Regions from separate parts of the Ovis aries genome. Here region 1 is linked to region 2. Evidence: chromatin contacts called from public Hi-C data. All regions are on one chromosome and are shown on one strand. Each heading gives the region's core, a stretch centred on a gene start, on an enhancer-like site or on the middle of the called end of the contact. The rest is flanking DNA. Distances are from core to core; before and after follow the strand shown. Region 1 has its middle 54 kb from the start of TRIO. Region 2 overlaps TRIO (trio Rho guanine nucleotide exchange factor).

Region 1 (4,493 bases), core at 1,336-3,835, 170 kb before region 2:
CCAGAGTAGGTAGCAGTGTAAGGAATCATTAAGGAAGCATAAAGTTCCTTAACTGGAAAATCTTTATACAACAATCAGAGAAAAGTTTGAAATGCAATCCCTCTTAGCCAATAATACCTTGATATAATTTTACACTAAGTATAAATTATTAATAACTCATAATGAGAAAGAAGGGAAAGGAGAAATTCTGGTACCTGTATAAGGTGGTGAAAGTGAACATCCTACTAGACAATTTCTTGAGTAATTCTTTAAACTGCTCTATTGCTAAAGATAGGCCTAATAAACATTTTCTGAGTAACTGAAAAATGGAAAAAAGGTGACAGGAAATTTTTTTTTAATGGAAACTGATTCAACTTCTTTACATAGAGTAGTTAAATAGTATTTTGGCAACAAACTAGGAATAGAAGGGAACTTCCTCCAGCTGATAAAGGAAACCTATGAGAAATCCACAGCTAGCATCATGTAGTGGAGAAGGAAATGGCAACCCACTCCAATATTCTTCCCTAGAGAATCATGTGGACGGAGGAGCCTGGTGGGCTGCTGTCCATAGGGTCACACAGCTGAAGACACAACTGAAGCGACTTAGCATGCATGCATGCATTGGAGAAGGAAGTTGCCACTGGAGTGGCAACCCACTCTAGTATTCTTGCCTGGAGAATCCCAGGGACAGAGGAGCCTGGTGGGCTGCCATCTATGAGGTCACACAGAGTTGGACATGACTGAAGCGACTTAGCAGCAACAACAGCAGCAGCAGCATCATGTGGGCAAACTGAAAGCTCTTCTCGCTAAAACTAAGACTGAGACAGAGAAGTCCACCCTTTCTGCTTCTATTCAGCATTGTATTAGGGGACTTAACCAGAGCACTTGGGCAAGAAAAAGAAATAAAACACACCAAGACTGAAAAAGTGAATAGATCACTTTTATGAATGTTTTTAAAAGTGAAATAGTGAATAGAATAAGTGCAAAGATCTCTATTTGCAGATGATACAATCTTATATATACAAAATCCAGAAGAATCTACTAAAATTGATTAGATGTAAACCAATAAACAAATTCAACAAACTGTCAGTATACAAAATCAGTATATAAAAATCAATTCTACTTCTGTATATTAGCAAGTGGTAAAGAACCAGCCTGCCAATGTAGGAAACATAAGAGACATGGGTTCAATCCCTGGGTGAAGATCCCCTGGAGAAGAACATGGCAACCCACTCTAGTATTCTTGCCTGGAGAATCCCATGGACAGAGGAGCCTGGCAGGCTACAGTTCTTCAGGCCGCACAGAGTCAGACACAACCAAAGTGATTCAGCATGCACTCATGCACGCTAGCAAGAAACAATCTAAAAATAAAGGAAACAATTATATTTACAACAGCATAAAAATAGAATACTGAGGAATAAATTTAACAAAGAAGGACAAGGCTTAACCTCTAAAAACCACAAAGCATTGTTGAAAGAAATTCAAGATCTAAATAATGGAAAGATATCTTATGTTCATGGACCAACAGACAATTTATCTAAGGTGGTAATACTTCTCAAATTAATTTACAAATGTAATGCCAGTCCTGGCAACATCCAAGGCGGATTTTTGCAAAACTGACAAAGTTATCATAAAATTCGTATGGAAATGCAAGGGATCAAGAATAGCCAAACAATTCTGGAGAAGAAGAACAGTTTTAGGATATAACAGTTCCAACTGGAAAGTTTACAACAAAGCTGCAATAATCAAGATACTGAAGTACTTGCATTGACATATGAATCAATGGGATAGAACTGAAGTCCAGAAATAACCGTTATATTAATGGTCAGTTGATTTTGATAAGAATTTCAAGACAATTGAATAAAGAAAGAATAGTCTACTCAACACATGGTTCTAGGACAACTGGATATTCACATGCCTAAAAATGAAATTGAACCCTGACCTTACCACACACAAAAAAATTAATTCAAATGTCTTCATAGACCTAAATGTAAAAGTTAAAACTATAAACCCCTTAAATAAAATATGCAAGTAATTCTTTGTGATCTTGGATTAGGCAATGATTTCTTAAATACAAACCAAAACCACAAGTAAGAAAAGAAAGAATAGACAAATTGGACAATATCAAAATTAAAATTTTCGTGTTTCATGGACACTATGAAGAAAGTGAAATGACAGTCTACAGAATGGGAGAAAATATTTGCAAATCATACATCTGACAAGGGATTTGAGTCCAGAATACACAAACAACTCATACAAACTAACAATGAAAAGACATATAAATCAATTTTAAAATGGACAAAGATTTGAATAGACATTTCTTCAGAGAAAATTATACAAACACATGAAAAAATAAAAGATGATCAATGTGATTAGTTATAAGGGAAATGCAAGACAAACCACAATATGATACCATGTCACACCCACTAGGAGAACTAATATTAAAAAGATGACATTAACAAGTATACGTGACTATGTGGGAAAAAATGGAACCCTCAGGCATTGCTGGTGGGAACGAAAGTGATGCAGCTGCTTTGGAAAATAGTTTGGCAAACGCTCTAAAGGCTAAACATAGGATTACCACATGACTCAGCAACTCCAGCCCCAAGTATATCCCCAAGGGAATTGAAAGCATGTGTTCACACAAGGACTGGCACGCTTCAACCAAGATTACTGGCAATAGCCAAAAACTGGTAATAACCTAAATGCCTTCTATTGATGAGTGGGTAAAAAAAATATAGGTTTGTCTTAAGTGGAATATTATTTGGAATATTGTTTTAAATGGGATATTACTATTTTAAATGGAATATTATTTGTTTAAATGGAACACTATTTGTTTTAAATTGAATATTATTTTTAAAAAAGAATGCATACTGACACATGCTATAATATGAATGAACCTTATTATGTTAAGCAAAAGAGCTTGTCACAAATGATCCCAGACTATATGATTTTATTTATGTGAAATGTCCAGAATTGACAAATAGAGACAGAAAGGAGCCAAGGCAGAAGAGAGAGAGGGGGGAATCACTGCTAATACGCATGTGAAGTTTCTCTTTGGGTGATGGGAATGTCCTAACATTAAATTGTGAGGCTTTCATGCTGCTGCTGCTGCTGCTGCTGCTAAGTCGCTTTAGTCGTGTCTGACTCTGTACGACCCCATAGACAGCAGCCCACTCCATCCATGGGATTTTCCAGGCAAGAGCACTGGAGTGGGCACCATCACCTTCTCCAAGGCTCGCATAGTTGTGACCATACTAAAGACAACCGTATACTTTAAGTGGGTGGATTTTATGATGAAATACATTCCAAGTCTTATATAAACATACTTTGGCATGGGATATATTAGGAAAAAACAGATCAATTTATCATAGGACTTCATTCTCAAATTTGGATTAAGAAATTTTGGTAGACACCATCAGTTGACTACCCAACAACCATTCTCCTCTTGTTTCTGGGAATAGAATTCCAGTTTTGTCCAGGAGAGAATTGATTGGCCTAACTCCTAGCCAGTCATGGTATCCTCATTTACCTTAGAAAGTGACTAGTTTAGGATTGGCAGGTGACCCAGTCCTAGCCCTTGACTAAAAAGAGGAATATTCTGCTGAGAGTCTCTTTCTCTTCTTTTTTTTTTTTTTTTTTTGGCCCTGCTTAGCAGCATGCTGTGATGCTGGAGAAGACTCTTGAGGGTCCCTTGGACTGCCAGGAGATCAAACCAGTCAATCCTAAAGGAAACCAACTTTGAGTATTCATTGGAAGGACTGATGCTGAAGCTGAAGCCATAATCCTTTGTCCACATGACAGGAACAGCTGACTCACTGAAAGAGACTCTGATGCTGGGAAAGATGGAAGGCGAAAAGAGAAGGGGATAGCAGCACCAACTCAATGAACATGAGTTTGAGCAAACGTTGGGAGATATTGGAGGACAGAGGAGCCTGGCGTGCTGCATTCCATGGGATTGCAAAGAGTTACACACTACTTAGCAACTGAACAACAATGCCGTCTGCAAGATCTTAGTTCCCCAACCAGGGATTGAACCCATGCCCCCTGCAGTTCAGTTCAGTTCAGTTCAGTCGCTCAGTCGTGTCCGACTCTTTGCAACCCCATGAATCACAGCACGCCAGGCCTCCCTGTCCATCACCATCTCCCGGAGTTCACTCAGACTCACGTCCATCGAGTCTGTGATGCCATCCAGCCATCTCATCCTCGGTCGTCCCCTTCTCCTCCTGCCCCCAATCTCTCCCAGCATCAGAGTCTTTTCCAGTGAGTCAACTCTTCGCATGAGGTGGCCAAAGTACTGGAGCTTCAGCTTCAGCATCATTCCTTCCAAAGAAATCCCAGGGTTGATCTCCTTCAGAATGGACTGGTTGGATCTCCTTGCAGTCCAAAGGACCTTCAAGAGTCTTCTCCAACACCACAGTTCAAACGCATCAATTCTTTGGCACTCAGCCATCTTCACAGTCCAACTCTCAAATCCATACATGACCACAGGAAAAACCATAGCCTTGACTAGG
Region 2 (4,078 bases), core at 1,143-3,642:
CACTCTTTTCGTATGCACCTCAGCTCTCGGGGCAGTCCTGTTTCCTTGCTCATCTTGCTGCCTGCATTCTCCCAGCTCCTCAGCAGTCACCGTGGGGGCTGGCGGCATCTGCTGGATCGCAGTTTGGGGAGCCCTTGTTCACATTTGGAGGCCAGAAATTGCTGATGGTGGTGACAGGTCTTGTTTATTAATACGGCAGGAGATATTTTCATTTCACAGTAGCCACTGGCGAATTTTAGGGGAGTGGATTTGGGAGATGTGCATTCAGGGGGAGGGTGCCAGAATGAATCCCAGGGAGTGTCCATTAGGAGGTTGTTGGAGGCACACACATAAGGGTCATGCTGGCCGGTGGACACAATACTCCCGAGTGTGCAGGAGGGCAAGAGAGGATGAGGGCAGGGCGAGCCCAGGTTCCTGGTTAAGTCGTGCGGTGGGTGGTTTGTGGGGCCTGGTACTGCGCTGGGACCCACACCATGGGGAGCAGGTCTGGGAAGATGCGTGTGAGTTCGGGGTTAGATATTTGGAGAAGACCGTACCCCAGGCACCTGCCCACTGGTTCACAACCCCTCTTTGTTCCAGCCAAGACCGACCACAACCATCTCTCCCCATAAATCCTACATCTTAGACGACATCTCATTCTGATTTCCTCTGGCCCCATTTTTCCATACTTGTGTGTCTCTCACTTGACAGACTTACTACTCATGTTGCTTTGCCAAACACAGCGAGTTCAACAAAAGGACCCTAGATTACACTGGATGTTCAAGTCACCCCAGATCAGAGCAAATCAGTGCATACCAAGAGGAGTTTCAATACCACCCATTTATACCACTTCTCTGTAATCAAGAGCCTTTTTGTAGGTAATAATCAAAAAGATATGGGAAAGAGTAGATTTACAGCTTTATTTTCCAAAGCCTTTTTCAGAATTTGATTGTGATGTGCATTAAAACAAATATACCCGTGTATTAGATTTTTTTCTTGTTTGGTAGAGGGTTAGGGTACTACCCCTTATGGACTGTTTGCTGTCACGATGAAAGAAGCTGCGTTTAGCAGTCAGCCTTGCTCTGTTTGCTCCAGTTGGACTGTTGTGTGACTGTTACTCGTTGGCTGCAAATTAACTTTTTAAACAGTTTTCCTGAGAGGCTGCTCCTTATGTAAAGCAAATCTTACTCGATGTCCATCAGCACACAGAGCTATGTGTCTGCAAGTGTATGTGTGTGTGTAAATGTAAATGTAGTTTAGCATGAGTGATAGGTCCCAAGATGCAGCCTGGGCGAGCTTCCCCCAGAGGCCTCTAGGGCAGTACCAGCATAAACACAGCCAGACGGGTTCTTTCTCTTGGCATCAGACAGACACGAGGATAAGGTTTCTCTGTGCTTGGCCCCGAGCTGGCCCCTAGGGAGGCAAAGATAAATGGCACATCTGGGCACATGGTTCTTTGTTGATTTATGAGATTGTAGAATTACCCCCCCCCCCCAACCCCACTCCCTTTTTTTTTTTGCTATTCCTCTTCCTATTTTGACTGTTGGAATATTTCCTTTCACTGGCCTATTATTGATGCTTTTAAATTAACCTCTAACACAGTTACCATATAATTAAATCATCAAATGTTAAAAATTCTACAGATGTTTTCATTATAGTAAAGTATGTGTAATAGTCAAAATATTCTTGTTATGGTTTCTTTTTGTGTGCATGGTAATTTTTCTTTGTTTTTCTATATTTTGTGCTCAAGACATTAAAAGTCAGAGCTCTTTTAAGTTGAAACATTCTTAACGGCCTCGAATCAATCAAACCTCTCTAGCAGTATGATGTTACAGGCTATTGCTTCTAAAATTATGTGAAGGAATAAATCAGTGAGCCTGACAGTTATTATAACCATAAAGGTTATAAGTAAAAATTATAATGCTGCAGTATGAAACCCCATCCATGTTCCTGCGTGGTGGCCTGTGAGCATGTCCCTATTCTTGGTGTAAATACTTCACTTTATATACAGTCTGTTGCTGCTGTTGTTCAGTTGCTAAGTCGTGTCCGACCCTCGTAATGATCTTGTGTGTGTGGACTGCACTTACAGATATATGGGAAAATAATATAAGCCTTGCATTGTTTTGATTTTTTATATATTAGTAAAGAAGACAGGTAAAAACATTTGATTTACAACCTTGTCTCTTCCCCCCCGCCCCGCCCTCATCTTCAGAGAGGATGCAGGCTTAGAGAAAATGCTTCCTTCCTACGCAACACTGATCTCAGTGCTTGCCAGGCCAAAATCCCTGATAGCGCAAACCGCGTGCCCCGCGCGGCACCGCTCCCCGTGATCCGTGACTAATCCTGCAGGCACTGCGGAGAAAGGTCCGGACTCGGAACTGCGGACGGCCTGCCTGGAAAGGGTGACGTCACCTCTGTCTGCGCGTGCGCGCGGCCGCTGATGCAGAGACGTATCACCCGGCTCTTTGTGCTCTGGGGTGCGTGCGCGCGCGGCGCTCCCCTAAATAAAGTGATGAGTAACATTCGGTAATCACCACCAAGACTCCGTACTAATAGGAACCCTCCAGCTTACTGCTGCACGTTGCTTTTCTTTGTTCTTTCAAGATGCTGCTTTACTTATTAACTTTTTTTTTTTTTGCCGCTACAAGCTGTGTTTTTATAAGGATGGGGATCTTTGCAGTCCTCCCCCACTTTCAGGTTTCCCGCTTAGTAAATACTAAAGTAGAACAGCTGACAGGCAAATGCGACCTCTGAAAACGGATGAGCAGGGCAGTTTGCCTTGTCATTTAGGGACAAATCCCAGTGAAGGTGAACTGGGCTGTTCAGAACAAGGTGCCAGTTCATTGGTTACAGCTCAAATGGGGAAGAAATGACGGTATTTTTTTTCCTAACACTGTTTTTACTTTAAAAAAAGATTGACTCAAGTAGTTGGAGGATTAGGTATAATTTCAAATGACTAGTATATGTCAGTAGTCCCAGAAGAAATATGGAGGGAAAATACTAACCTGTGTTTTGGTTTAGACTTTTAAAAATTTGATTCATTTTTAAAACTCATTTGATTTGCTTCATCTTAATTCTTTTTAAAACAGCTACATAAATTTTGTTGGGATGATGTGCGGCATAAAAGCTTTTTGCTCATTGTAAAAATATTTCTGTGGTGCTTTCTTTTTAAATTGAAAAAACAACAACACGCTGGGGGGTGGGGGCAGTGGGTAGCTCTTCCTTTTCTGTTTGTTGTTTTTTAAAAAAATCTGATACCAAGGAAGTGACCAAGCCTGTGAGCATTCTGGTCAGCAGTGACTCGCTTCAGAAGGTATTTGTTCACAGTAACAATGCAGTACCTCCTTGTAGAGTGGAGGGGTAAAAAATAAGTTGATTCAGACCACTGGTACAACTAAAAGGTTTTCCATTGCTGAATAACTTGTGGAATGTTTACTCTTAGGACCCAGAGGTTAATTTTCCTTGTTAGAAGTGTAAGTCATACTATAGGCCATCTGAACAATACTGAGCTTAATAGTTTACAAACCTGGAACGGAAAGTGGTAAGGAACACTGGGGTGCCTCTGTGGGGGTTTCAGGGGCAAGAAGCTGGAGAAGTATTGTTGTTCTGTTAGTTCATTGTCTGCTCATTCGTTCGTGCAGTCAGCCCATGTTCATTGACCATCCTGTGCCTGACATCTGGGAAACAGCAGTGAAAGAAACAGACGGGTCCTCTGGCTTGCGGGTGGATTTAGAGGAAGAGGGGAAAAGCAGTCCTCCTGATGGGCAACATAATGCGAGTCACTTTAGGGAATGTGGATAATTTGGGAGCGGGGGTTGAGGGGGGATTGAAATAGATCACAAATCAACAGACTACTGAGCCAAATAGCAATCTGAAAGGTGATAGCAGAATCAATTTTGGCAAGTCACATCATGCTGAACCTGGAGGGCGGGGTTTGAGATATTTTTAAATGAAAATGTTAAAATTTCTGAATATTCAAATATGATTGCTTGAGGGAAAAGGTGTTATTTGTGTTGACTGAAACCAAAGGAACGAGGAAAGAAGGTCATCAACCGCTAACGGCACATTTATGTTCACGATGAAATCAGATTTGTAGGCG

What was found. Hi-C and Micro-C count contacts between places; a contact is called where the count stands out from the background.
Region 1: a Hi-C map of skin fibroblasts shows a contact between it and region 2, with 5 times the contacts expected there. The contact joins two enhancer-like sites. A contact is called at or near these places in 7 of 16 Hi-C or Micro-C datasets (hypothalamus, liver, muscle and 4 more).

What each region holds. Positions count from the first base shown.
Region 1 is chr16:59,210,778-59,215,270 of ARS-UI_Ramb_v3.0, reverse strand. No RefSeq gene overlaps it. Among named protein-coding and RNA genes, the nearest start is that of TRIO, 54 kb to the right of the region's middle. Within about 2 kb of position 2,585, at least 4 of the 54 cell types and tissues checked have an H3K27ac peak or open chromatin away from gene starts, as enhancers often do. A contact at or near this core is called in tail adipose tissue, where this site is marked.
Region 2 is chr16:59,039,810-59,043,887 of ARS-UI_Ramb_v3.0, reverse strand. The region is part of intron 1 of TRIO (trio Rho guanine nucleotide exchange factor); the gene reads left to right. Among named protein-coding and RNA genes, the nearest start is that of TRIO, 120 kb to the left of the region's middle. Within about 2 kb of position 2,392, at least 41 of the 54 cell types and tissues checked have an H3K27ac peak or open chromatin away from gene starts, as enhancers often do. A contact at or near this core is called in tail adipose tissue, where this site is marked.